Regions from separate parts of the Callithrix jacchus genome. Here region 2 is linked to region 1. Evidence: chromatin contacts called from public Hi-C data. All regions are on one chromosome and are shown on one strand. The core of a region is the stretch at or near the end of the contact, and the rest is flanking DNA. Distances in the headings are between cores, read along the strand shown. Region 1 has its middle 570 kb from the start of QKI. Region 2 has its middle 720 kb from the start of QKI.

What was found. A called contact is a pair of places that touch in the nucleus more often than the background predicts.
Region 2: a contact with region 1 is called in a Hi-C map of skeletal muscle, with 5 times the contacts expected there. The contact joins two enhancer-like sites. A contact is called at or near these places in 2 of 3 Hi-C or Micro-C datasets (induced pluripotent stem cells and skeletal muscle).

What each region holds. Positions count from the first base shown.
Region 1 is chr4:170,528,573-170,535,853 of calJac240_pri, reverse strand. No RefSeq gene overlaps it. Among named protein-coding and RNA genes, the nearest start is that of QKI, 570 kb to the right of the region's middle. Within about 2 kb of position 5,488, at least 2 of the 16 cell types and tissues checked have an H3K27ac peak or open chromatin away from gene starts, as enhancers often do. A contact at or near this core is called in skeletal muscle, where this site is marked.
Region 2 is chr4:170,677,610-170,684,617 of calJac240_pri, reverse strand. No RefSeq gene overlaps it. Among named protein-coding and RNA genes, the nearest start is that of QKI, 720 kb to the right of the region's middle. Within about 2 kb of position 2,452, at least 4 of the 16 cell types and tissues checked have an H3K27ac peak or open chromatin away from gene starts, as enhancers often do. A contact at or near this core is called in skeletal muscle, where this site is marked.

The DNA of each region.
Region 1 (7,281 bases), core at 4,239-6,738:
TGATTGCATTAGGTTATTAAAAATTCCACATACATGAAGAGGTGCCTGTAAAAGCCACCAACACGATTCAGCTGTTAACTGTGGCTTAGAAACAGTGTGTTCAGCCAATCTCTTTCAACACAGTAGTCCCCTAAATTGCTGTTTTTAAAAGCCAGTACCTGTCCCTGCTAAGCCCAATGGTCGTCACATGATTAATGTGCTAGTGTCTTATTAACTGCTCTGTTCCAGAAGCTGACCAATTCACAGCCACCCTTTCTGCAGAGACCTTTCTGTAAAAACCTAGTTGAAATCATGCTGTTCTGACTGCAGGCTACTGCACCCCCCACCAAAACATCATAAAGAGCAAAGAATTACTGTTTCCAGTAATCCAGGCCATAAATCAACCCGCTCTGAGCACAGGGAAAAAAAAAAAAAAAGAAGAAATCACGAGCACTTCCTGCAGTCGTATTCCAAAGCCTAGCTGTATCCCAGCGTGTTCCAGAACACGCCACGGTCGTGTGTGTGTGTATGTGTGTGTGTGTGTGTGTCACGAGCACTTCCTGCAGTCATATTCCGAAGCCTAGCTGCATCCCAGCATGTTCCAGAACACGCCACAGTCCAGTGTGTGTGTGTGTGTGTGTGTGTGTCACGAGCACTTCCTGCAGTCATATTCCGAAGCCTAGCTGTATCCCAGCGTGTTCCAGAACACTCCACGGTCGTGTTTGTGTGTGTGTGTGTGTGTGTATGTGTGTGTGTCACAAGCACTTCCTGAAGCCTAGCTGCATCCCAGCATGTTCCAGAACACACCACAGTCCAGTGTGTGTGTGTGTGTGTGTGTGTGTCACGAGCACTTCCTGCAGTCATATTCCAAAGCCTAGCTGTATCCCAGTGTGTTCCAGAACACGCCACAGTCGTGTGTGTGTGTGTGTGTGTGTGTGTGTGTCACGAGCACTTCCTGAAGCCTAGCTGTATCCCAGCATGTTCCAGAACACGCCACGGTCCAGTGTGTGTGTGTGTGTGTGTGTGTGTGTGTGTGTGTCACGAGCACTTCCTGCAGTCATATTCCGAAGCCTAGCTGCATCCCAGCATGTTCCAGAACACGCCACAGTCCAGTGTGTGTGTGTGTGTGTGTGTGTGTGTGTCACGAGCACTTCCTGCAGTCATATTCCGAAGCCTAGCTGTATCCTAGCGTGTTCCAGAACACTCCACGGTCGTGTGTGTGTGTGTGTGTGTGTGTATGTGTGTGTCACAAGCACTTCCTGAAGCCTAGCTGCATCCCAGCATGTTCCAGAACACACCACAGTCCAGTGTGTGTGTGTGTGTGTGTGTGTGTGTGTGTGTGTCACGAGCACTTCCTGAAGCCTAGCTGTATCCCAGCATGTTCCAGAACACGCCACGGTCCAGTGTGTGTGTGTGTGTGTGTGTGTGTGTGTGTGTGTGTGTGTGTCACGAGCACTTCCTGCAGTCGTATTCCAAAGCCTAGCTATATCCCAGCGTGTTCCTGAACATGCCACGGTCGTGTGTGTGTGTGTGTGTGTGTGTGTGTGTCACGAGCACTTCCTGAAGCCTAGCTGTATCCCAGCATGTTCCAGAACACGCCACGGTCCAGTGTGTGTGTGTGTGTGTGTGTGTGTGTGTCACGAGCACTTCCTGAAGCCTAGCTGTATCCCAGCATGTTCCAGAACACGCCACGGTCCAGTGTGTGTGTGTGTGTGTGTGTGTGTCACGAGCACTTCCTGCAGTCGTATTCCAAAGCCTAGCTGTATCCCAGCGTGTTCCTGAACATGCCACGGTCGTGTGTGTGTGTGTGTGTGTGTGTGTGTGTCACGAGCACTTCCTGCAGTCGTATTCCAAAGCCTAGCTGTATCCCAGCGTGTTCCTGAACATGCCACGGTCGTGTGTGTGTGTGTCACAAGCACTTCCTGAAGCCTAGCAGCATCCCAGCATGTTCCAGAACATGCCACGGTCCAGTGTGTGTGTGTGTGTGTGTGTGTGTGTGTGTGTGTGCGCGCGCACAGAGGTGGCAGGAAGGGGGAGGCTCAGGGAGAGGGGAGGACAAAGGAAAGATCAGCACCCGTTACATAATTCCAAATGCTTTGATCTTAACACGACCTTCCTTGCTGTAACAATATTTTAAGATTGTTAAAAATTGCCATGTTATCTGTCTGGGGGTATCACCCCCTGCTTAACTTATCTGGGCCCAGCTGTTTGAAAAGGCAGCACGGCTTGACCTTGATTCCCAGCACCTGACTTTCAAATCTAATCAGTCGTGTGTCTCGGTGAAGCCCTCCAGACACGTCACACAGGCGCCTCTGGCTCCCAGCAATTCTGATGATGTTTACTTCATTCACCCTTTTAGGAGATCTTCCAGCGCAGCACTCCAGGACCCCACCCTTCCAGTCTGGGCTGCAGCATCCCTCCAGGGCTACAGTGTGTTTGAAAATCTTGGATGTCCTTTCCATTGAAAATAATTTGGATGCCTTGAGGTCAGTCGTAAAAAGTTTTCTGAGATCATATAGAGACTTCTGAAGAGAAGCCTCAATTTGGATCAAGAAAAACATTAACCCTCACGGCTGTTGTAGTTTTCACAAAACACAAACCCTTCCCTCCAGCAACATCCAGCGTAAGGTCGCAGGATGCAGTGTTGAGAACACACATGCAGGCTTTACATGTTCATTTAAAAAGGTTTCTTAGAAAAGTTCCAAATATTTCATGGCCCCAGATCGAAGTAACGTCTTTAAATCTACAAATGATATAAAGAGATGTCAGAGTTTATCAGAGTACCATATATGAAAAGTGACATAAAAGGAGTTCGGGATTTTTTTCTCTCCGTGACTTTGGAATCAACATTTGCTTCATTGAGAAAGCAACAGTGTCCTGCCAGCCTGGCGGGCTCAACCTGGAACCTTGAAATCAAGCTGTTTTCTTTCTGGTTTTGACGCTGTCACCAGGAATAAACATTCTATCATCGCGACGCTGCTGACTCCGGAATCTCAACCCAGGGTGGGAAGGAACGCTGGCTGCTCCCTTTTCTCCTCACTTTAAGGTATTGATTGACAGGGCCTGCGACAAACCGAAGTGACCCCTTTTGGACCTATTCTGGGGAGTGATTTTCTACGAAATAAGTGGTGCTGTTCCGCTACACTTAGGAGAACAACCAAGACCCTGTCGCCTCTGTCGCCTCCTTGTCCCCTAATAAAGCTGGGGTGGTGGGGAGGGGCCATGCCGGTATCCAGGCCCCAGATGCTCTTTTGGCAAAACAGCAATCCCGGGATCTGCCAGGACATCGCTGGGACTTATTTTCATGGACCTGCTTGCCCCTCCCCAGATCACACAGCCTGTCCAGATGGCCAAGGTAGCGGGGCCATGAGACAAGGCGGGTCTGTGCCAGGAGGACCTGAGTGCTACGTTGGTACCAGGAAGGTGTGGGCTTCCGGGGACAGAGTCTCCTACCTCTGCCTTGGTGGGAAGGGGGCTTCATCCATGGACAGGCTCGAGGTCCCTGCAGCTGAGGCCCACAGGGAAGAGCATCCCCAGCGTGCGAGGAAGCTGCTCTGACCATGGCACCCAGGGAAGCTCCATGCTGTCCCAGCACCCACAGGTGGCTTAGTCCATACCTGTCTGTGCTCTGTCTGCTGTGCAGGCAGCTCTGAAACCTTCAGCAAGAAGCTCCCATTGGCCCCCAGCTGAGTGGCACCTGCATGGTTCACAAACCAGGCTCCACCGACTGGCCTTCGGAGCCACACTAAAAAGCCACCTGCAGGAGCAGCTTTGGAAAATTATTATTTTAATTGACAATTAACAATTCTATGTATTTGCAGGGTTCAATGTGATGTTTTGGTCTAGTATACAATGCCGAGCGATTGAATCAAGCATATTAACAGATCCACCACCTCTCTTATTGTCTGTGGCAGGACATGTGAAACTACTTTCTTAGCAATTTAGAAACATACAAAACATCATTAACGATGGTCAGGATGCTGGGCCACTGATCTCAAGAGCTCTGAGTCTGAGAATCTGCCTCTGGGGGAAGAGGGAGGGCCTGATGAGAGAGGCTTACACTAAACAGCATCTTGGTTTTATGGAGGTTTCCTAGAGTTTTTTAAAAATTGAAGAAAGCCTCGCCCTTGGAACCCAGATTTGTGTCTCTCTCCAGCAAGGGGCCTGTGACACTCGGCCTGCTTGTTCTATTGAATGTCCTCTGCAAGGGCATTCACACAGCTTCCACTTGGGGTTTGTTTTTAGCTGAAAGTGTCCTCCCCTCCTGGATCCCTCACACATCACCCTCCCTTACCTCCTGGTAAACTAAAGCCACCCCTAAGTGAGGAGGCAGAGCCTGAGCTGGGTGGGAGGACAGTTCGCACGCTGACATTTTAGTCAGTGAAGAATTGGTAACAGGTGTAGAGGCTGGTCTTCAAAAATCCTCACATGTCGCAGAAGGCCTCAGATTTGAGGAGGAAAGTAACTGTGCAGCCCCCGGCCAGCCGCTCCCCAGACACCTCCCTCTCAGAGGCAAGAGCCTCCCAGGAGCTGCATGGCTGTGTGGCTGGGAGGGCCCCGTATGGAGCCCCATGCTAAATAAAGCTGCAGGGACAGAGATAAACAAGTGTTCCTGACTCAAGTGCTTGCACACAATATCCTGTATCTGGGCCGAGATAGCACACCCAGGCGAGTGGCCAAGTGCCCCCGCAGCACGACCCACAGGTCCTAACAGGCACCAGGCTCCCTCCTTCAGAGAAGGGAGATAGAGAGTTAATTGGGACACATTATTCAAGGGGTAAGGCCCCTCGGAATAGATGTCAAACCCCACAGATACCAATGTCACATTCCAGAAGGAAAATGGCCAGGGCCAATGGGAATAACCCAGGCTGCTCCTCCCACAGGAGCTGAATCAGATCCCACGGAGCCCGCCTGCTTCACATGCTAACGTGATGATGAATGTATGAAAATATTATCATCAAATCCTTCAGGACTATATTTGCAATGCCATGTACACCGCTTCAGGGAGCAAACTGTCCTGCTGTGACTTTATATTAATCTCTGGCTTCTGGCTGGTCACAGGGTACCACATGCACTATAATTAGATTTTGGAAGTGTGTTCAGGGAGGAGGAAATGGTGTAATTAAGGTAACCTCTTTGATGCCCAAGTGCATCCTTCAGAAAGGAGCCCGAAACGCCCGCCCTCCCAGGCTTCACACTGCCCTTCAAGGGCAGAGCCCCCACCACAGGGCTTCTCTTTAAAGGGACCTATTTTCCAAGTCAGAATCAATCTGGTGAGGTTGTTAGCTCATGGTGCATATCTGGACAACTTCAGGGGAAAGCCGGGCAGCGCACTTAGAAACTCTGACTTTGCATTTGGGCTACAAAATCCCATCTTCAGGATGGGGAGCCATAAAGGACATTATGGGGGTCTGGGGGCCTCATTTAAATAGGCAATCCAACAAGTGGCACAGGGCCTCTAGAAGCTGACTTGGCCAAGGCAGGCGACGGCAAAGCAAGACTCTGCACCTTTCTGCATCTTCCATTCAAGGAGCGTGCTTCGCACCAGGCAGCCAGCTCTTAATGTCCACTTCCAGGAGCAGGAAGAGAAGGAACCGAGAGGCAGCAGAACGTCTGACCCAAGCTGTCCAAGCCCAACCCCTTGCTCTCGAGCTCTGCCCACTGAGGATCACTTTGGCCACTGGGACAAGGAGGAGTGACACGGCTGAGGTGTGGTGAGCCCCTGGTCACTGCGATGTGCTGCACTCGTAACCCTCTCACCACATGTGGAGGAGCTGGGGCCGGAGGAAGCAGCACAAGACCCAGTGGTCCTGTCACCCCCTGCAGGAGGCCACCATAGCCCGACCTTGAGACCCAGATCAGCCCAGCCTCACCCTGGAGGGCTGCCCAGGAGGCTACAGCCTCTAGAGCAAAACCAAAGTGGTTGTTTGAAGCCACTGCATTTTGGGAAGGTGGTTATACAGCAATCAATGACCGACAGCTCCTATGCCTCCCTTTCCTACTTCCAAAATGAGGACGAAGTCCTCCCCCTGGAGCGCAGTGGCGAGGAGCAAGGAGGTGGTGCCGCAGCCCGCGAAGCCCAGCCCCTGCCAGCCCCGTCACAGAGGTGCGCTGTCTCCAGCACAGTTCCAAAATGCAAGGGTCACTGACACTTTTCCAAATTTCCAAGTTTTAGAAACAACAGTTTGGCATGTAAGAAATGCAAGCGCTGCGCTTTTTTAATGTCAGAGCAAATGAAAGAACGGCAGCGAGAGCTTCTTGCATCATTTCTGTATCCCTTCATCTCCAGTGACGGCGACAGGACGCGGCCCTCCCGGCGCACCCTTTGATCCTCTGGGCAGGTTTTGTAGCCCCCAAAGCTGAAAACTGAGGGTGAGAGTCCCAGGCGCCTGTGTATCCTCCTCACACCCCACCCCCCCCCCCCCCCCCCCCCCCCCAGGGCGAGGCCTCAGCAGCTCCCAGCCCTGCACAGGTTGAAGACACCAAAAGTTTCTTCTCCCTCATGCTCTTCAAGCCTGCACAGAGCTGGAAAGGGGATGACAGGGGTCACCAACAGAAAATGCCACTGTGCTAATTAATGAGCACCACGGAAGGGGCACCAGAAAGCGTCTGCCATTATCTAGTCTCCAAAAATCAAGGAAAAGGAGGAAGCTGCTCTCTGGAAAAGGAGCCGTGGGTTAGTGGCTCATTTCTGCATTTCGAGGAGCTTCCCACAACACCACTTCCCGTCTCCTGCAAGCCCTCCTTGCTCTATTCCACCAAGAAGAGCTAAATTACACACGCGTGTGTAAGGAGTGGAAAGCAGAAGAGAGGGAGGATGAGGCACCAAGGCATGGCTGAGGGGCCCGCCATGCACCCAGCACACCCCAGGTGGCCCCACAGGGTGCTGTGGCCCTCTCAGCCCAGGAGCCAGGAGCAGAGAGAAGCCGGGTTGGAACCCAGCCTTCCTGACAGCAGCATCAGGATTCCTCCTGCTCCTCCATGCCAGCCAGGGAAAGGAAGCTTAGGGTGTCCTGATTCTGGGCTGGGAGAAACGCAGCACACAGAGGAGCATGTCCTGGGGCAAAGGCTCCAATCCTTGCAGAGACAGAACATCTGGATTAAACACAAATGACCCAGTTCAATCCCTGGCACTCACTGAGAATTTAGACAACAAATCTCAACCAGAACAACAAAGAGCTGATATAATTGCCGCGATGAGGCTGGGGCTTCGGGGATTGCCTCTGTGGAATTAAAGGAAGCGGATAAGGTTCTCCCCCTTTGTAAGGATTATCACAAGAGCCATTGGTAAGGTCTGTTATT
Region 2 (7,008 bases), core at 1,203-3,702, 150 kb before region 1:
ATAACTATTAGGCAACTCACTCCCGGCCATGCTCGAAGCCAATGACAACCGCCTCCCAAAAAAGAGAAGCAAAAGAGAAAGTGTTCCAAGCGCCTCTTCCAGCAGCGTGGGGCAGGGGACGCCCCTCCTCTGGAAGGAGAAGCAAGTGTGTGGCCCTGTTGAGAGGGAGCATGAGGCGGGCTGTGGAGGCAAGCTTTGACTTGACTGGCGTTTGAATAAAAGGGATCTCAATGCTGGGTTCTCACGGACATCTGCTCTCCTCACACTGTAGGCCCCAGACTTTGACAGTGGGGACTAGTCCCAGACTCTGGAGCTCACCATAAATCTATGTTGGTCCATGTCAACATGAGGGATGGGAGCTGAAAGAAGTGAAACAGTCGCTGGCACATTTTCATTCTTCCCTTCACTCCTTTCTTTTATAAAAGGTCTGGAGGATATAGAAAGGAGACCTCTAGGAAGCAAGTGCACCATTCCCTCTCATATCCACTAGAGGAGACGCGTTTCTGATTCAAATTTCGTGACCATTTCCTCCAAGTCTGACTACTCTTTACAGTTAGGCTCCTGGAAAAATACAGGCTTACAACATGGGAAAAATATATCATCTCAGCATTCAGAGAGAAAGCAGGAATAGGTCCCAATGGAAGCAGGGATCAGGACAGGCAACAGGGAGCACGTGGTTGCTGCTGGGTCCCAGAACTGAGTGACTCGGGAAAGCTGCTCAGACTTACCAGCTCTGCTCCTTGGGACTGCGGGCTTCAAGAGGCTTGGTTTGACGGACGAGCTGAATACTGAACACGTTATCACAAGCGCCAAATCAGCGTCACCTCATCTATTGGAAGCATTGATTCCCCAGCTCCTCATCATAATGTTTTACTTTCATAAAACATTGGCAACTGACAAGCTTTGGAAACCATCGTGTGTTTTTTTCCACCCCACCATTCATAGCCAGTGTCCCTACTTTTAGGTCTGAGACCACTGCCCAGTGGGCCTTTCCCCGAGGTGGGGGACCTGAGGACTGTTGGATTAAACCCAGGTTTTGTCTCCCACAAAGTTTCCAAGGCCAGTGCCAATGCTCTCGGTGGACACCTGTTCTCCAAGAGCCGGGCTTCAGCCCAAAACGCATCTCACACAGGCCACTTAAAAGCCATCCCAAGATAACTTGGGTCAGAACGTAATCAGCCGTCTACAAATAAAGCCCATCCCATGACTCCACTCGGCAGGCATCCGGCTCTCTCCAGCCTCTTGTTTCCAACAGTTGCATCAGCCGCAAACACACGGTGAGCTGGTGTTTGGCAAATCAGGTCTCAGAAAGACTGCTCTCCTTTTTCTCAATTTCCAGAAGCCAAATTCGTTTGACTTTGGCGAGATATTGAGGCACAAACGTGTCGAAGCAACAGTTGATGGAAGTGTATGTTTTGGGTGCTCTCTTGGTTCTAATAACAGCTAACATTATTGAATGTCAGGTAATGGTAGTTCCAGGTAATATCTCCATTAACCCTCCCAGGAGACTGCAGGCAGGTACGTTTTTCAGATGAAGACACTGAGGAGCACATGTTTAATAGCTTGCTGAAAACCACATGGCAAGTTAATGGCAGGGCCAGCCCCTGAGCGCAGATAGACTAGACCAACAGCTCACCCTCTTAGCCACCCCACTGTGCTCCTTCTGGGGTGCCAGTCCACTGAGCCGCCCCACTGTGCTCCTTCCGGGGTACCAGTCCAAAGCCACCCCACTGTGCTCCTTCCGGGGTGCCAGTCCACTGAGCCACCCCACTGTGCTCCTTCCGGGGTGCCAGTCCACTGAGGTGCCCCACTGTGCTCCTTCCGGGGTGCCAGTCCACTGAGCCACCCCACTGTGCTCCTTCTGGGGTGCCAGTCCACTGAGCCGCCCCACTGTGCTCCTTCCAGGGTGCCAGTCCACTGAGCCACCCCACTGTGCTCCTTCCAGGGTGCCAGTCCACTGAACCTAACAGAGATCCCGTAAGTGCTGTCTTAGAAACATGAGAAAATCCCTATTTCTTTGATTTTAAAAAAATAGAATTTAAGCAAAAAGATAAAATTAAGGAATTCCCAATTCTCAGCAAATGCCCCAGTTTGCCTTGTTCCATTTTGAGCCTGTGGTTGCTGTTTTGGTTTATATCATCGGTGGTGGTGGTGTTTCTCAGAGTTGTTTGAGAATTACAGGGATTAAAATTTGCTGAACAATTTCTGGGACATGACGGTAAGATTCAACCCAAAATGTCAAAGACAAGAGCTGGGGGTTGGGGTGCTCTGGTGCTGGCTCCAGCCCAGGGGATGGAGATGTCTGCCCCTTTACTTTGGGCTGCGAAATAGGCCAGCGAAGGTAAGAAACCCCAAATGCAATCTCCAAGGCAAAAGACTAGGGTAAGGGCACTGGCAGGACATTGAACTTGAAGCAGAGAAGAACAAGACCCTTCTCCAGGGCTTGCAGGACTCCCTGGCACGCAGCACCTTTGGGATGAGACACCGGTACCTCTCTGGGCGTTCCCAGGGCTCCTGGAACATAGAGAGATTCCAGACCTACTCACACCAGGGACTCAGGAAGCAAACTTCAGGACGGGGTCTGCACACCACTAGAGGGAGCCAGGGGCATGGGTGTCCACATGTCTGAGGGTCCCCAGATCCGAGGAAGGCCTGAGGAACCCCAACAACAGCTGTAGTCACACGTTTGCATGTTCACACACAGCACACCCACCCCTGCACATCCTCAGACACAACGAAAAGGACATGCCCAGAGGCAGTGGATCCTCCTGGAACCCGCAGCCTCGGCGCAGGGCAGCCACACAGAGCCACACGTGGCTGAGCACCCAAGGAGGGGCCCTGCAGGCTGCCAGACCCACCAGGGCTGTTCCCAAAGAGGTGGAGGTAGGTATTTAGGTGAGGGACAACGTGGTGGCAGCAGGGCAGCCGGTGATGTTGGCTTAATATTTTTGTCACATCTGGGCCGGCCACACAAGAATCACAAAGTCCCAGTGGTTGGGCTTCTCCAAGAAACAGGCAGCTCTCAATGCAAAGAATCTTTCAATTATGCTCATCGAAATGAGCAGTGCCTCTGGCCGGGGCAGCGTGAGTACAGTTTGGAGTCCTAGCCCGCAGACTGTGAGCATGAGAAGGACCCCAGAGGTCAGAGAGCTCAGCTCCTCAGCACTGGCCCCACTCACGCTTCCTGCAAGGGAAAAATGCTGACACCACTTCTGAAGGCTTCATGATCCAGGAGAGCCATCTCTTTAGTCAAAGAAAAGCTAAAGCTCAGATCCATATCGACAGCATTGACTCACCAGAGCCCCAAGCGAGCCCCACTTCTGCCTGCTGACGACAGACCCCCTCGCACCACCACAACCATGAGAAAGACAGCATCAGTTTCCAGAGCAGGCAGGTTCTTCCCCACCTGATCCAGAGGAGCAGCGAGAACTAGAGCCCCCGATACTAACTTGGACGAAAACCATCCCTGCTCTTTGCTGGTATCTCCATAAAGAACTGCATATGCTACTCTGGACGCAAAACTCTATGACCAGACATGTGCTAAATACAGATCTGTGTGAATATATAGATTAGACTGAGCACACAACAGAAAAACAAGCTGGTTGTTCATCCCTTCCCCTCCCTCCGCAGGAATCTGGCTTGAGATAAAGGTTTCATCTTTTAGCAATAACATTCTCTGAGTCCAACTGAGCGCGGCAAAGGGAAATAAACACGCTGGCTTCTGAACCAGGTTTTGCCGTGGGTTGACACCGCCCCTGATAAAGGATTAACCTCTTGTTGCCTCGGGCCCCTGCTCTACAAAAGATGACCCCTATTTTCAACCCAACAATTTCAATACATAATTCCTGGTGGCCATGAAGCATGGTTTAATGATGTAAATGTTTAACCGAGGTTGCGCTCAAGCACCCCTCGTGCTATTTTGGTGTTAAGCGTGGCTCCAGCCCTCACAGTTACACAGAAATTCAGTGTCCATTATAAAGGAAAAAAAGAATGATGTGTGCACAGAAGAAACCCAGCTTCACAGACCACACCTGTTGTGCCCTGGCAAGTCTGAGGAGGCAGATGTTCTCAGCTGTCCTTCAGGAAAAGTCTTGGAGTATGGTTTCTGGTTAATACATGCCTGTCCCTCACAGGCGCAGTGGCTCATGCCTGCAATCCCAGCACTTTAGGAAGCTGAGGCGGGCTGATCACCTGAGGTCGGGAGTTCGAGACCAGCCTGACCAACATGGAGAAATCTCATCTCTACTAAAAATACAAAAACTAGCCAGGCGTAGTAGTGCATGCCTATAATCCCAGCTGCTTGGGAGGCTGAGCCAGGAGAATCACTTGAACCCAGGAGGTGGAAGTTGCAGTGAGCAGAGATGGTGCTATTGCACTCCAGCCAGGGCAACAAGAGCAAAACTCCATCTCAAAAAAAAAAAAAAAAAAAAATATATATATATATATATATATATATATTATACCTGGCCCTCACCCAATAGTGAAATTATCATCCTAGTCCCTATTAGGGTCTCTTTTGTTGCCTGTGGCCCCATTTTATTTTTCAATAAAAATTGAAGAAATTAGGAAACAATGCAAGATCCAGTGTCCCCCACGCTGCCCAAGAACTGTAGGGTACCCTAAAAATGACTCGGAGGGCATGTGAAGTAAGGAGCTTCTCGCCTGCTGAATTACATCTTCCAATTTAACTGTTTGGGAAGGTTTGGCTTAAACTACCCAAACTTAACTAGGGCGGAAACAAGTCAGATTCCTGACCATTTGTCCTAGGAAATCCATACCTGAAAAAAGATATTTTTAGAATTCCTATGTGATTCATCAGTTTCAGAAATAACACATAGGTACTGAGAATCAACAGTGTCTTTCCATTTGGAAGAAGACATTATTAGCAGGTAAAGGTAGCCGCTGTAAAAAGTAAATAAATCCCCAGAGGACAGTAGCTTATGGCTGGCTCCTGTATCCATCTTGGGCACGTGTTCCTGGTCTGTGGGTAGCTTTCAAGACCTGAGCTGCCGGCCTTCCTGTGATTCCAAGTCCTCAGTATCCAAACCGCAGAGGGAGGGGTAGAGGGTGCTGATGGCCATCGGCTCCCTAACTGCTACGGCTCAGAAATGACAATGTGGCTTCTGCTCACATTCTAATGGTGAGAACTTCTCACAGGACCCCAACTGTTTGGAAACAAGGCTGAGAAGTGGAGTTCCCCAGCTCAGCAGCCATTTCTTAGGGACAATTTTTTTCTGTGGTTGGGAAAGGCTAAATTTCCGTGGACAAACAGCCATCTCTGCCACATGGTAAGGCACCAAACTATTCCATAGTATGCCCACAGTGACTGCAGCCCATGACCCTGAGGCCCTACCAGGGATCAAGAGTTGTCTACTTTGCAAGGAAATATACTTATTTTTTAAAAGACTCTGACTAATTGTAAGTTCTTATGTTGGGCTGTAATATTTCGTCATGCAGCTTCCGCCTGTTGCTCTTAGTTCTTCCTTTCCGGAATCACACAGAGTAAGTCTACTTCATCTTCCTTGACAGGCCTTCAAAGGATTAAAGATCCACCATGTGTCCCTTAAGTGATTAATTTTCTAAGCATCTGCAGCTTCCTATTGATTTTCATTGCATTTATTACACTAGGATACCCACGTGACTATGCCTGGCTTTCTTAAAATGTTTAGCCAAGAATGAAAACGCTTCATCAGGTGAGAAGAATCAACTTCCGTGGGACTAGATGAGAAAGGCTCAGTGCATCTCACGCTGAAGGCTGTTGATACGGAAAACCATTCTTGGGGAACCCTTCCTACTTTCTCATCTGCTGGATGGCAGGAAGTGGAATGATGGTAGCCCGGGGCTCCTGGTGGTGGGTCTTCAGAGATTAGAAGCCCTGATATTTTTCCGCCTTCCTTTCCACAGGGTTCGTGCAGTGTAGACAGTTTCAGCATGAAGGCTTGTTTCAGATCAATGCTTTTTAAAGCTAAGGAAGAAAAATATGGCTGAACTAAAACGATAATAAAGAGAGTTCCAGATAATACGGCCTTTTATGTAGGCCTTACATCACACGAGCCATGCTTTAGAGAAGTCCTGGAGGTGAGTGTAAATTAGACACAGAATCTTTTTATTTTTAAAGAAATTAATAAAGTTTAGATTAAATATTAAAGAGAAAGGCTACAGTCCATTCCTCCTGGATGAAGGCTGAGAAAAATGAGGTCTGTTCCACTTCCTCCCTTGGGGCTGGCCTGGTAAAACAGTCTTTATAAAAATATTTTTAAGATTTTAAAAAATATTTTAAAATTAATTGTTATAATTAGAAATTGCGTCATGTGTAAGAATACTTTCTGCCAGCAATTTGTCTCTATTATATTTTATTTTGCTCTATTTTGATGAGAGAAAGGAAAAGTGGAATTGCGAGCAACCTTTTAATGTGGTTTAGAAACTTAATGTGGAAAGAGTACTAATATTGTAATTACTAGTTTTCATTTATCAGCCACAGTTCTCTCTGTCGCTTCTGCTATTTAAAGTTACTGCTCACATACTGTGGCTAATTCCCTTTGTTAAATTTCACAGTGAATGCAGCTTCCTGCATATTTGTTATTGCAGTCCTATGGATGTAGGCTTCTCAGATAAAGGAAAAGCTCGGTGCATCCATCTGTGGGCAAATTAAAAATGAGTTTAACCCCCTGGCTTCCATGGTTCTTTCCCCTTAGGCAAAACGTGTCCCATGCTTCTGACTGACAAGACATAAAATCAGAGTAACATATATGTTTCATTTTTAATGGAATTTGGTAGAACATCAGAAGCAACTGCTTCACTAAGACCCCGAATTCATACAAAGAGACCACCTGGGGAGGAGGTGGAGGGGCCGTGGCTGGAGCAGAGGATTATGGCGCTGGGAGAACAAGAGAAAAACCGTGAAATACTTCTGAAGTTGGAAGGGGAAATGTCCATTTTCATTATTTAAGGTCTGTTTCCTAACAAATGATTAGTTCATTTGCAAGTGGGTTGGAGTTTTCTGAATCA